Regions from separate parts of the Mus musculus genome. Here region 1 is linked to region 2. The links are chromatin contacts, called in public Hi-C maps. All regions are on one chromosome and are shown on one strand. Each heading gives the region's core, a stretch centred on a gene start, on an enhancer-like site or on the middle of the called end of the contact. The rest is flanking DNA. Distances are from core to core; before and after follow the strand shown. Region 1 overlaps Fbln1 (fibulin 1). Region 2 holds the start of Fam118a (family with sequence similarity 118, member A).

What was found. A called contact is a pair of places that touch in the nucleus more often than the background predicts.
Region 1: a Hi-C map of CD8 T cells shows a contact between it and region 2, with 1.7 times the contacts expected there. The contact joins the enhancer-like site here to the promoter of Fam118a in region 2. A contact is called at or near these places in 2 of 484 Hi-C or Micro-C datasets (CD8 T cells and uterus), 1 of 115 datasets of contacts at active chromatin or transcription factors (memory CD8 T cells) and 2 of 9 other capture datasets (adipose tissue and pancreatic islet).

What each region holds. Positions count from the first base shown.
Region 1 is chr15:85,231,153-85,237,190 of GRCm38.p6, reverse strand. It overlaps Fbln1 (fibulin 1), which reads right to left. Exons shown (of 17, transcript NM_010180.2): 7 at 5,637-5,774; 8 at 4,515-4,652. Among named protein-coding and RNA genes, the nearest start is that of Fbln1, 28 kb to the right of the region's middle. Within about 2 kb of position 3,735, at least 84 of the 459 cell types and tissues checked have an H3K27ac peak or open chromatin away from gene starts, as enhancers often do. A contact at or near this core is called in CD8 T cells, adipose tissue and uterus, where this site is marked.
Region 2 is chr15:85,032,119-85,038,914 of GRCm38.p6, reverse strand. Fam118a (family with sequence similarity 118, member A) reads right to left here and starts at 1,853. Exons shown (of 9, transcript NM_133750.4): 1 at 1,671-1,853.

The sequences.
Region 1 (6,038 bases), core at 2,486-4,985, 200 kb before region 2:
CAGCCATGGCCCCACCATCTCTATGGAAACTCCTTCCTGTATCCCTATCCATCTGACTCAGGCCACTCAGAACTCCCATACGGGTTTCCGACCTTGCGAGGACACAAACTCTAGTACAGGGACCACTGGCCATTTACCATTGATGGACACATGCAAACATGTACCAGTACCAAGGAACACTGGGCTGCACATCTGTTGGCTCTTTATGCTCCAACTCTACGCCAAAACCAAACCTCTTCCTAAGGCATAGCCAAAAAGACCTACGTCTCAGAAAGTCAACATCAGGATCTTCCTAAAGTCACACGCACAAGGCACACTGGAGCTGGGGACAGCAGGAAGGGCTGCAACAGGCAGCCTGCTGGTGGCAGAGGCTGTATTACTGTCTATGTGTGACACTAGGAACCCAGGATCTGGAGAGAGCAAGCAACACCTCAGGCTCACAAGGGTGAAGAAGGCAAAACAGCCCAGTCGCCTTCCTCAAGATCCCTCTAGCCAAATCTGGCCCACTGCTTATTCTTGTAAATAAAGTTTTATTGTCAGTCAGCCAGTCCTGCTGTCTCACTTGTGGCCTACAGCTGTTTTGGGCATTACCATTACGGGAGTCTGATGATTACGATAGAAACCAGATGGCCTGAAAGTTGATGGGCATTATCTATTCCTTTATGCAAAACCCGGCAACTCCTGTCTGTTGTCGGTGGAGAGTGACCCCCTCAGCCTTGAGTGCTCACATCTGATGTGATTTCCCAAACTGTATCCGTACTGGCTGGTTTTGTGTGTCAAATTGACAAGCTGGAGTTATCACGGAGAAAAGGAGCCTCCCTTGAGGAAATGCCTCCATGAGATCCAGTTGTAAGGCATTTTCCCAATTAGTGATCAAGGGTGGGAGGGCCCATTGTGGGTGGTGCCATCCCTGGGCTGGTAGTCTTGGGGTCTATAAGAAAGCAAGCTAAGCAAGCCAGGGGAAGCAAGCCAGTAAGTAACATCCCTCCATGGCCTCTGCATCAGCTCCTGCTTCCTGACCTGCTTGAGTTCCAGTCCTGACTTTCTTTGGTGATGAACAGCACTATGGAAGTGTAAGCTGAATAGACTCTTTCCTCCCCAACTTGCTTCTTGGTCACGATGTTTGTGCAGGAATAGAAACCCTGACTAAGACAGGATCCAAACACTGGTATTCCTTGAGACTGTGTGGGGAAAGAGAGTCCCTCATCTCGACTCCAGGAAAGTCAGATGATGAATGAATGAAATTGAAAGTGGATCAACAAAAGATGAATAGATAGGAGGCTAGAGGCAGGTTTGGGGACGCACTACATGCTTTCCCTCATGGGATCCCCATGGCACAAGTGCAGGCTCTCCGGCTGTCACTCTCAGCTCACTTTGTCTTACAAAGCACTTCTAAGACCAACTAGGGCCCTTAATGGCCTCAGGATCCTTAAAGAACCTGGCACCTGTGGGCCAGCATGTGGGAAGCACACCTGTGGGCCAGCATGTGGGAAGCACACCTGTGGGCCAGCATGTGGGAAGCACACCTGTGGGCCAGCATGTGGGAAGCACACCTGTGGGCCAGCATGTGGGAAGCACACCTGTGAGCCAGCATGTGGGAAGCACACCTGTGGGCCAGCATGTGGGAAGCACACCTGTGGGCTAGTGTGTGGGAAACAGTGCCCTTGATCCCTTCCCTCCTCTTCACCAGGGAATGAAGGAAGAAAGGGAACATGAGGTAGAGAGTGAAGGAAAAGAAAACCCGGAAAAGACTTCCTCACAGTGTTGAGGAATCAGCATCAAAGTTCTAAAAAAATTTACATTTTGTATGAAGAAGGCCTCAGCTTTCTCAGCCCAGCCTCTTATCTTCTGTGCTAGTCTGACAGGGCAGGGTTCATCCTTCCTTGCACCGGGATGGGAATGCAGTGGAGTTTGGGGACGGCAGATTCTGGGGTCACTGTCTCCCACTGTACTGGCTAGTTTTGTGTCAACATGACACAAGCTGGAGTTATCACAGAGAAAGGAGCCTCCCTTGAGGAAATGCCTCCATGAGATCCAGATATGGGGTATTTTCTCAGTTAGTGATCAAGGGTGGGAGGGCCCCTTGTGGGTGGTGCCATCCCTGGGCTGGTATATATAATCTTGGGTTCTATAAGAAAGCAAGCTGAGCAAGCCAGGGGAAGCAAGCCAGTAAGTAACATCCCTCCATGGCCTCTGCATCAGCTCCTGCTTCCTGACCTGCTTGAGTTCCAGTCCTGCATCCTTTGGTGATCAACAGCAATGTGGAAGTGTAAGCCAAATAAACCCTTTCCTCCCCAACTTGCTTCTTGGTCACGATGTTTGTGCAGGAATAGAAATCCTAACTAAGACACCCACCATAGATGGAGATCAAGGAAAAATGGGTAGAAGTGTGTAGGGTGTAGGCCCTGGATACATAGAGAGGAGAAAAGACAGCCTGCAGCTCTCTCCTGGATGGCCCCCATCTTTGGGTTTTATATTGTTTGGATTTCTGAAACTGGGTCTCAACCTGTAGCCCAGGCTGGACTTTAATTCCTATAGAGCCCAGGCTAGCCTTCAACTCATTGTATCCCTCCTCCCTCAACCTCTGCAGGGATGACAGGGGCGCTCCATGGTACCTGGCTCTTCTCTTCTCTCCTTACGCTGTCTGTCTCCTGATAGCTCTTTCTGCTGATGATGTTATTATTTTAGACAGGAATAAAAATGCTGACACAGAACGAATTCTAAACGCATTGTCAAGAGGGAAAAACCAAGTGGTAGAACAGTCCGGTCCTGTTTCCATGAAAAAACAAACTAAGAGAGCAATGCCCAGAAGGGCGGCCCCGCTCATCTAGAGGCTGGCTGAGCAGGCTGGGCGTTATTTTTTGTCCCAGGTTTTCCTCATCTATAATCAGATATGTGTGGCTTCTTTTTTTTTTTTTTTTTTTTTTTACCATAAAAGAAGTTACTTCTAGAAGAAATTAACTTGGCTGTGACCAGTAAGTACAAAGGGGGACCTCTCCCCATGTCAAGTTAGGGGGCCTCTGCACTGAACATCTCTAGTCCTTGATGTCACTGTGGTCCTACACAGAGGTGACAAAAGATGTATATGCCATTAGGCTGGGATCTGACCAATATCCTGGACTCTCCCAGGGCTTCTATCTGATCTGGTGGGGGTTGAGAGTGCAGAGGGATGGCTCTCGAAGCCTTGCACTCTGTGGAGGGAAACCTGGGGCATGCCGAGACCTGCAAAGGTTTTCTCACAGAGGCGAGCAGGGCCGGTCCTGCCATGAGTCAGGGTTTCCATCCTCAGCTGTTTGAGCTCCCTGAGGAGGCTGCAAGTCTCAGCAGGGCCCCCTTTCCTCCCTGCTCCAGGGGGTGTCACAGCCACCCTGCTTACTGCATGAGTGTGTAGCAATGACAGTCTGATTTCAGGAGGCTGGGAAAGGGCCAACTCATAGCTCAGACACTGCTCCACTAGCTAAGACCCAGGCTGGATGGGGAGGGGCTTGGGTGAAACTCCTGGCCTAAAAGGTTCTACCTGGGAGCAGTAAGACAGGGACAGGGGAAGTGAACTTTCAATCCCGTCTCAAAGAAAAGACAGAGGCAACGCTAAGTAAGGGTCTGGGGAGAGATAAGAGAGGAACTTGCACAGCAGTGTCTAGTGTTTTCCCTTTGAAAGGAGAGGGGTTGCAGCCAGCAGACCTGCAGCTGTTTAGAAGAAGGGACTCTGACCTCAAAGCAAAGGTTTAGAAGTTCCTGCCTACAAAGCAGATAAGACTTCAAATGCTAACAGCTAGGCGGTGCCCCTGCGCAGCACAAAGACAACAGAAGAGAGAGGCAGGTAGCCCTCCTATCTGAGCAGCCTTTCTCTGGACTCTTATGATCACACTGAGCTCATGGCTCCTTTATACACTGGTTCACTCGGCTCTCAACCCACACATCTTTGAGTCTTATCCTTTTCCAGATTGAAACTGTCTCCACCGAACGCCACTCTAGTCTGTCTCTACGAAGTGAACCATTTTTCTGTGAAACAATTTCCGAAGGTCTAAGTGGCTGTGGCTGGGAGCAACCACACGTCAAAGGATGCTTCTCATGTACCCATCCTATCACAAGCAACCGCCGAGGTCCTTGTTCTCAGCCTCTCAGCTAGATGCTACAGTCACGCCCATCTTAAGGGGAAACACCTGAGGCTCCAACGAAGGAAATGAACCTTGGCACAAGTTCGAATCTAATAGTCTCTGAGTCTGAAACCCCTTCACCCAAAGCACAGGGATTAGACCCTTAGACCCGGCCTTAGACCTAACCCTGATCGCCAGTAGTTTTATAAATAAAGTTTTATTGAGACACAGCCCCACCACCTGGGTCTACACGCTGTGCCCTTTAGACTGTACCTGGCCAGGATGAGTCACTGTGGCCACATGGTTCACAATGCCTATGACATTTGCTTTTTGCCCATGAAGGAAGTTTACCAGCCCTGATCTGGGCTGACTGTCGCATGCTCGCACTAACCCCGCTCACGGCGGCGCGTGTCTTACCAATGCAGTTGCCTAGAGCATCCTGTATGAAGCCGCTCTTGCACTGCAGCTTCGGTCTGCAACGGAAGGATCCCAGAGTATTCTGACAGATAAAATCGGGGGGGCAGTTATGAATACCAGTCTCACATTCGTCAATATCTGGTGCATCGTAAAAAAAGGAGATTGTTAGCAAGAGTCCAGCCAGAAGAGTGTCACAATACTTTAATATCACAAGAAAGTACTTTAAAAAAAAAGGCTCATTTCTCAGACTATAACCCCAAAATATTTCAACAGAGAGGGTGTTACGAAAAGGCCCACGGTGAGCCAAACTGTGTAAAAATTGCTAAAGTCTTAAAAAAACACTCTTAAAAAAACACTCCTCCTCCCTGACTTATGAGGCAAGCTTTTTGCTATTTAACAAATCGCTTAGGCATTTTCCTGGCAGGTATATCATTCATTGAGAAGTGTATGTTTGGATTAGATCATACAGCAATTATCTTAGCGACAATAAACACAGACTTTTAATTCTTTTTATCTCGAGGTCTTCATAATAGTCCAAATATTAACAATAGTTACATCAAGATAGGACAAGATAGATTGCCCTGTCTCGAAGTTCACGGCTGTCAAAGGTTCAAGTGTATCTACTCAGCTGGCCTGGCTCCCAGGCTCTGGAGTCCAGAGGCTCAGGCAGGCAGCAGTGCAGGGTGGGGCAGCGGGATTGCTCAAGGGCTTGGCTGCCAAGAGAAGGCATCTGGCTCTTGGGTCACCCCGTATAATTCAATGATCAACATTTTTACACAAGACCTGCGCTAGCAAGCATCTTCAACTTCATCTGGGTTGGTTCTGTTTGTACGGAAACACAAACGAGGACCCTGGACTTGTTTGTCAAAGATCAGGCTCCGAGCTTTCTAAATCAAATGGGCTAGTGTCACTAACTCAGCATCATATTGAAGTAAACCTGCTCATCACAGACCTTCCTTCATTTGCCCTTGTGTACTTTGCAAGGAGGTGGACCCTCCTCCTTCTTGCAGTACCTGAGGCAGCCACATGGGGGCAGCACCACAGAGCCCAATGGGCCCTTCCCTCTAGGCCATACCCACAGCTGGGGAAGGGGTGAGTTTTAGGTTTGGATGTGAGCTGTACCTTTGCAGTTATTATCCTCTGTGAGCTCATAGCCAGTCCCACAGCTGCTGTCCCGCTGGCAGCGGAAAGAGCCCACTGTATTGATGCAGGATTCTCCCAGCCGGCAGTTATGGCTGCCTGTGATGCATTCATTGATATCTAGAGAGATTAAGGCGATGCAGAAGTAACCAGCAAGAACAACCAAGCCTTAAGCTTGAGCAGAAGGAATGTCCCAGAAGCCATGGTGGATCTGGCTTCCTGCATTCATCAAGTTGCCCAATCAAACTGAGCTGAGTCTTGCTGTGGGCACATCTGGAGAGGGGCAGACACCAAATCAAGCTCTGTTAAGTTTCAGATCTCTTTGAGTAAGGGCCAGACCCTAGAATCATGGCGTCTACAAGACTCCCACAAAGGAGGTCGCAT
Region 2 (6,796 bases), core at 604-3,103:
ACATCCGAACTCGTCTCCTTCAGTACCTTCCCCTTTCCTTCAGGACTCCCCCGCTGACTTCAGTCCCTCTTCCCCCTACCGGAAGCAGTGTGTCTTATACTTGGATAGCAGACACCCTGGTGAGGCGCTAAGGTGAGTACCACCTATAAGCAAACAGATAAAAATCTCACCTAAAAAAAGTTCCCGTGTCAGTGCCCCAAGCTCGAAGCCTGGGCTTTCAGCTCAGTCAAGCTCTAGAGAGCTACTGAACCACACGGCCTGGGTCCAAGTCATTCCTACCTTTTGTGGTCTTTTGGCCTACAAAAAAAAGTCGCTCCACCACAGCTAAAGTGACCACTGGAAAAAATATGTAAGCCAGGACTAGGGACATGGCTCAGTCACCAGTCAGTCTGACCTGTGAACATAAGGCCTGGGTGTGATCCTCAGAACTCCTCAACCTTTAAGAGTCTGCTTCCCTGTTACCTCTTGCATCCCCTTCCCTCACCCCAGCTACTCTCTAGAACCCCCAAGCCCCAGCTGCCTTGAAGGCACTCTTAAGTACCACCAACTTGGCTAATCCCCACCTCCCAACCCTTACCAGCTGGAGCTGTGTCATCTGCCTCCAGCACCCAGCACTGGGCCGCAGAGGGTATCCACTCCCTCTTTAAAAATGCCTGGCCCTTGCCTTTCACAATCATCAGGCCATGTTCTTTCTTGGGGCTTTACCTCAGGGTACCAGACTGCCGGTGTAGCAAGCAAGTCAAGGACTGTTTATCAATGACAATAGCCCGAGGAAAGGATAATCCTTGTTCTAGAGATTTCCAGGACTGAAAATGATAAGATGTGTACCATTTGGCCCCAAACCTCCACCTCAGGGAAGACAGCCACCCTTAAATCAGGATCCCAGAAAGATGGACCTTTAGTTTACCTTCGTCCCATCAATTAGACCACTGTAATCAAGCTTTACTTTCCTGGACTGGTTTTGGTGGGCTGTGTGTGGTAACAGAAACTACCACACATTGAGGGCACAATCTAAAAGAGCTTTGACTGCCCAACTCCCGTTACTCCCAGCGCTGCCATTCTCCACAATGAGTCGGTCCCACACCAGCCTCCACTGCACGGTGAAAACAAACGCACATGCGAAGCCCCACATCCCACCTCCTCTTTGGTTATGCGTGGTCCTCTGTTGACCTATCAGATGGTGCTACTTTTATCCCTATTTACAATTCACAAACCTCAAGAACACTCTAGTAGAAGCTGAAAAGCTCTGTGGACCTCAAGATAGAGAGCAGGAGGCAGGAGATCCTAGGAAGGAAGGTCTCTAGGGATAGGTGGGTCTGAAGGCCTCTCCACCCAAGAAAGGATGGGAGTCTATGGGCCTGGAGACCCGAAGCTTTGGAGTTGGACCAGAGGGGATCTGTTGGACTTCTGGAGAAGATATAACGGTCTCGGGCCCTGAAGCCGCCGAGGTCTGTGTGCTGAGTCTGAGGGAAATCTGGAGGATGGTGAGGTTTTCTAGGTGTGGAAGGTAATCAGGTCCACAGGTGGCCGCGGACCCAGGCAGCCCAGGGGATGTCGGAGGCAGGGTCCCCAGCGCATCAGAGGGCACTAGGGTCCTGGGCACCCTAGGCGGGTTTTGAGGGCTGGGGAGACGCGAGGCGCTGGCACCCAGCCCCGACCCGCCGCCTCACCTGCCGTGCCACGGAGACACCAGTGTCGCTCGCGCTCTCGCCGCCTCCCACCCGGGTCGCGCCCCTTCGGCTGGGTGGAGCCGCCGGGCGCTGCGCCGGATGGCGCTGCGCGTGCACCACGCCGAGCCTGCCCAGCCGAATCCGCAGCGCTCTCTCAAGGCCTTCCCCCCGCGCGCGCGCACTGCCCGCGCGAACGTTCCGCCCTGAAATCAACGGCCCCGCGGCAACGGGAAGCCCCGCCCGAAGGGGCGTGGCCACGACGCGTCCCGCCCCCAAGAGAAGCTACGATTGGACCCACGGACTGTGCTGTCGTGTCCACGATGAGCCTGGTCTTAAGAGACTGAATGTCTCGCGGCCAGTCTTCCCAGCGCTGTTTTGTCTTCAGTTTCCCCATCTGCACGCCTGGACAGCCCCGCGGAAACGCAGAAGGCGTTGAGCTCGGCCGGAACCACCCTTGGGCAACCACTTCCAGCCGGGCTCACTCCATCTACCTCAAGCCACAGGCTGTACAGCCTGTGCCCTTCCCCAGCCTAGCATGCTTCACGTCCTCCCCGCAGTGACCGACTCCCTTACCACGTGTCAGAGTAGGCGTCTGGCCCTTCCGATGTGCCTCTTGGACACGTCTAGCTTGGGCTTAGATCCAGGGACTAATGAGCATATGTACCCAGGTTCAGCACCTGTTAATCGGGTGAACTCAGTGCCCACCCCGAACGTTCGAGAGTACACGTGGGTGGGCTCTGCGCTGGAGCACTCAGCATGAGGACCTTTAAAAGTCAATGACACCTCTCCTTTCTCTAAATAAGGCTGGGATGGATCAAAGCCTATTTCCTCTTCCTCATCTTCCCAGGTCGGCCTGCCCAGGCAAGTTATTTGGACTTCCTCTACCTCTGGCTCCTTTTTTTCTACATGGGTTTGCTGTAAGCATCCCTTCAGCCCCATAAGAAAAATGCATGTGTAATAAAACCTGGGTTTTTGTTCTTTTCTTTTTGAGACAGGGTTTTATGTGGCTTTGGCTGTCCTAGAACTAGCGCTGTAGAACAGGCTGGCCTCAAGCTCACAGAGTTCCACCTACTCTGTGGGTGTAAGGTATACAAAATCACTACCTGGCCAGCTTGAAATTTGTGGCACCAGAGCCCAGAACAGTGGTTTGAACACCTGAGTCTGGGTACCTACTAAGTAGCTGGCCTTTGAGAAAATGTTTTTTTCAGTCCTCAGGACATCTCCCATGAGGATGGCACCCCATTTACTGCAATTAACAGCAGGAGAGGAGGAAGCCCAGAGAAGTTGTATTGGCAATACCAACCATGCATTGGCTTCAAAGGTCTGGGCTTCCCACTACTAGACTGAACAATTTACATGTGATGCAATTTAGTTCACAAGCTCCTGCTTCCATAAAGGGTCCTAAGACTTGAACCTGTGACACTGGAGAAGTTCCCGGGTTACAGGAAGGAAGTTGTTCAAGGAGACTGTAGGCTAGGAGCTGAGGAGTTAGAACCCACAGCACACCACCCACACACTGGATGCCCTCCAAGATCCAGTGTGGCAGAGCCTCAGTAATCCCAACTCTCCATCTAAGGTCAACACAGATCGGAAGTCTCTGCCCATTCAGCCAAGCAGCTTTACAAGGGCAAACCCACAGAAGGGACAAAAGGGACACCTTAGAAACAATGCCCTCCTCTGTATCCAAGAGAGACAGATGAACACTTTCTACCCAGCCTGGCAGTACTAGGATCACCCTGATTTACAGGGAGTCTCAGAAAACTGCTTTAATCCCTGTCCACTGTGTTCATTCTGAGTAGATAATGTAGCGCCCGCCAGTGTGTTCCTGCAGTGCGTCATTCAGGTAGGCTGAACAAATTCATGAATAGGTGTGTGCACAAAATATGTTTCATGGCATGAGTTCAACAGACCAGATTCCTTTCTTTGTTATACCAAAGGTGGCCTTGGAGGCAAGCAGCAGTGGCTACCCCAGGAGATGTCAGTCTGTTTGAAATGCAAGTGCCTGTGGAAGTCTGCGAGAGTAATGATTACAAAGCACAAACTATGTGCTAAACTTCCCTGTGACACCTCTTCCTTCACTCTCACAGCAACCCTGTGCAGTAAGGATTGTGACTTTTTTCCCCCACAGATTCAGAAAACAGAGTCAGGAATGGGGAGATGTCTCCTTGTGGGTAAAGCATTTGCCATGCAGTCATGAAGACCTGAGTTTGAATCCCCAGAGCCCACCTAAAAGTCAGGCATGGTGGCACATCCACAGTGAGATGAGAGGCAAAGACCCGAGGAATTCCAGAAGCTCCAAAGCCAGCGAGTCTGGCTCATGACATTGTGAACAACATAAGACGGACCCTGACCCAAACCCACAGAGAAGTTTGTCCTCAGATCTCCACAGTAATGCCATGGATACACACACACACACACACACACACACACACACACACACAGGGACTTAACTGGTCAGTCAAGCTGCTTCAGTGTGCTGCTGTCTGGTTTGCTACAGAAAGAACTTTGCACAACCAGAAAGGAAAGAACTGCCAGACTCAGTGAGAAATGCTAGGGTGGTAGAAAAGACACAACAGGTGTCCCACGACAACATATTGTCACCCCCTCACACCCACACACGCCCACCAGAGATGAAGCTAATGCTTTATTTATTTATTTATTTATTTTTGGTTTTTCGAGACAGGGTTTCTCTGTATAGCTCTGGCTGTCCTGGAACTCACTTTGTAGACCAGGCTGGCTTTGAACTCAGAAATCTGCCTGCCTCTGCCTCCCAAGTGCTGGGATTAAAGGCCTGTGTTTCGTTCAGCCAGTGGCTCACATGCCTAGGTTCTAGTCTGGAAAGGCATCTTGGAAACCTGGAAGAGAAGAGGGGGGCTAGGCGGCATGTATGCGCGCGCATGCGGGGGGGGGGGGGACCAAGACAGGCAGTCTGATCAAGGTTCAATTTTATTATTTCTGACACTCAGTTATGAAGCAGGGGAAGGGGCCCGATTCCCGCCAAATCATCTTGGAGTAAGGTTGCAGGTGAACACGTGATAGCTCCGGAACAGCTAGGTGGCAGGCAGCAGCAGTGGGAGTGGCAGGACGATAGGGCAGCAAGCTCTGCCCCAGGCTCTCTAACACTGAAACCTGAGCAAACTGGTTTCAGGCTAGGGAGGGGAGGTTACAGGCCTGCACCACCACTGCCGGGCTGAAGCTGGTGCTTTATAATAAAATTGGAATGCCTCCAGCAAACAGACCCTGCATCAGTGTACAGGGGGGCAAACAACAGATCTTGAGTCACTACCGCAGCCTATATAGATACCAAGCACTATAGCCACTTGCAGGTATGTGTCATCCTGCATGCAAGCCATAAACACTAAAGACAGAGGAACCAACAAAGACCCTCACCCTGCTCCACACACACCCAAAGTCGTCCAGGTTTCCCTGCCTCTGAGCAGAAAGGATGATGCAAGATGACTTTGGCGGTAGGGCTGCTTGGAAGAACCTCTAACCCACTTCACCCCGAATGGCTGTGCCTGCCTCACCTTTACTTCATATAGGGCCTCCTCACTGCTGACCTGAAACTTTGCAGCAGGCTGCTCTGAGACCCTCCTCTCCCAGGTCTCCTGTACCCCCAAGAGCTATGAAATAGTACTGAATAAGTATTCACGTGCCCACTGTGCTAGGAGCTCAGGATACAACAGAAAAACCATACTCGCCCTTTGTCGAAATGACTGTTTAGCCAAGGAAAAATGACTGCCAACGGGAGTGGTGGGGCCAATAAGACCAGGGAGAAAAAAAATAAATCACATAGGGGAAAGACTTAGACTATCAGAACCTTGGAACGTGTATGTCTGACCAAGGACCTGATCTAAAATATATAAAGAACTCTCACAGTTCAATAATAAGGAGGTAAAGGGTCCAATTTTTTAAAAACCTTCAGACTTTATTTGTAAAAGCAAACTGAAACTAATCAAGAAGGCTGCGGCTCGCTTTGCATATGCAAAGCCCTCCAGCAACCCACAGCAGTGGAAGATTTAAGAAATGCACTTTAGCAATCCTTTTTTTTTTTTTTTTGGGTTTTTTGAGACAGGGTTTCTCTGTGCAGTCCTGGCTGTCCTGGAACTCACTCTGTAGAACAAACAGGCTGTCCTCGAACTCAGAAATCCATGGTGGCACATGCCTTTAACCCCAGCACTCGGGAGGCAGAGGCAGGCAGATTTCTGAGTTCAAGGCCAGCCTGGTCTACAGAGTGAGTTCCAGGACAGCCAGGGCTATACAGAGAAACCCTGTCTCGAAAAACAAACAAACAAACAAACAAACAAATAAATAAAAGAAAGAAAAAAGAAATGCACTTTAGTAAATATTTGAACACAGGCTTCTCCAAAGACTTGGAGATGGCACGCGGGCACCTGGAAGAGTTCTCTGTGTTGTTATCCATGAGGGAAATGCCAATCAAAACCACTCAGAGATACAACTACACACTAGAACGTTCAGAATTAAAAAGCCACGTGGAAACAGTGCTGGGAGGACTGGAATCCCACCCCACTTCTGGAGGGAATGGGCAGCGCTTCAGCCACTGCACACCCAATACGAGGCTAAAGTGAAAAATAGTCATCACATCAAGTGCTGGTGAAGATGCAGAGAACCGGGCTGGCTCAATACATTAACTCACTTTGCATCTCATCAACATGAGGAGTCCCAGAGCTAGGGTCTCTGGTGAAGAGACATATTTGGCTGGGGAAGGTGGTGCACACACTTTTAAACTCCAGCACTCAGGAGGCAGAGGCAAGTAGATCTCTGTGAGTCAACCAATTGGATTCTAGGCCAAGCAAAGCAACACAGTGAGACCCATGACTGTCTTCTCCAAGCACACACATGGTACACAGACATACATGCTGTCAGTTCCTAGAACCCCTGCATTCCCCAGTTCAGGTGGCTAACCCAAGCCAAGTGAGAGCTCTGCTGTGAAGCAAGCATGCCAAGTGGAACACAGCTCCACAGCCTGAGACCTCATCAGAACCTGCCACAAGAGAGGCTATCACTAAAGCTTCCAGGAGGATGGGGTTGCAGGGTTTTGGAGCAGTGGGTCCCAAACCTCTAGCGGCCCCTCTCCCAGGACAGCAGCAGCATTCTGCCAAGAG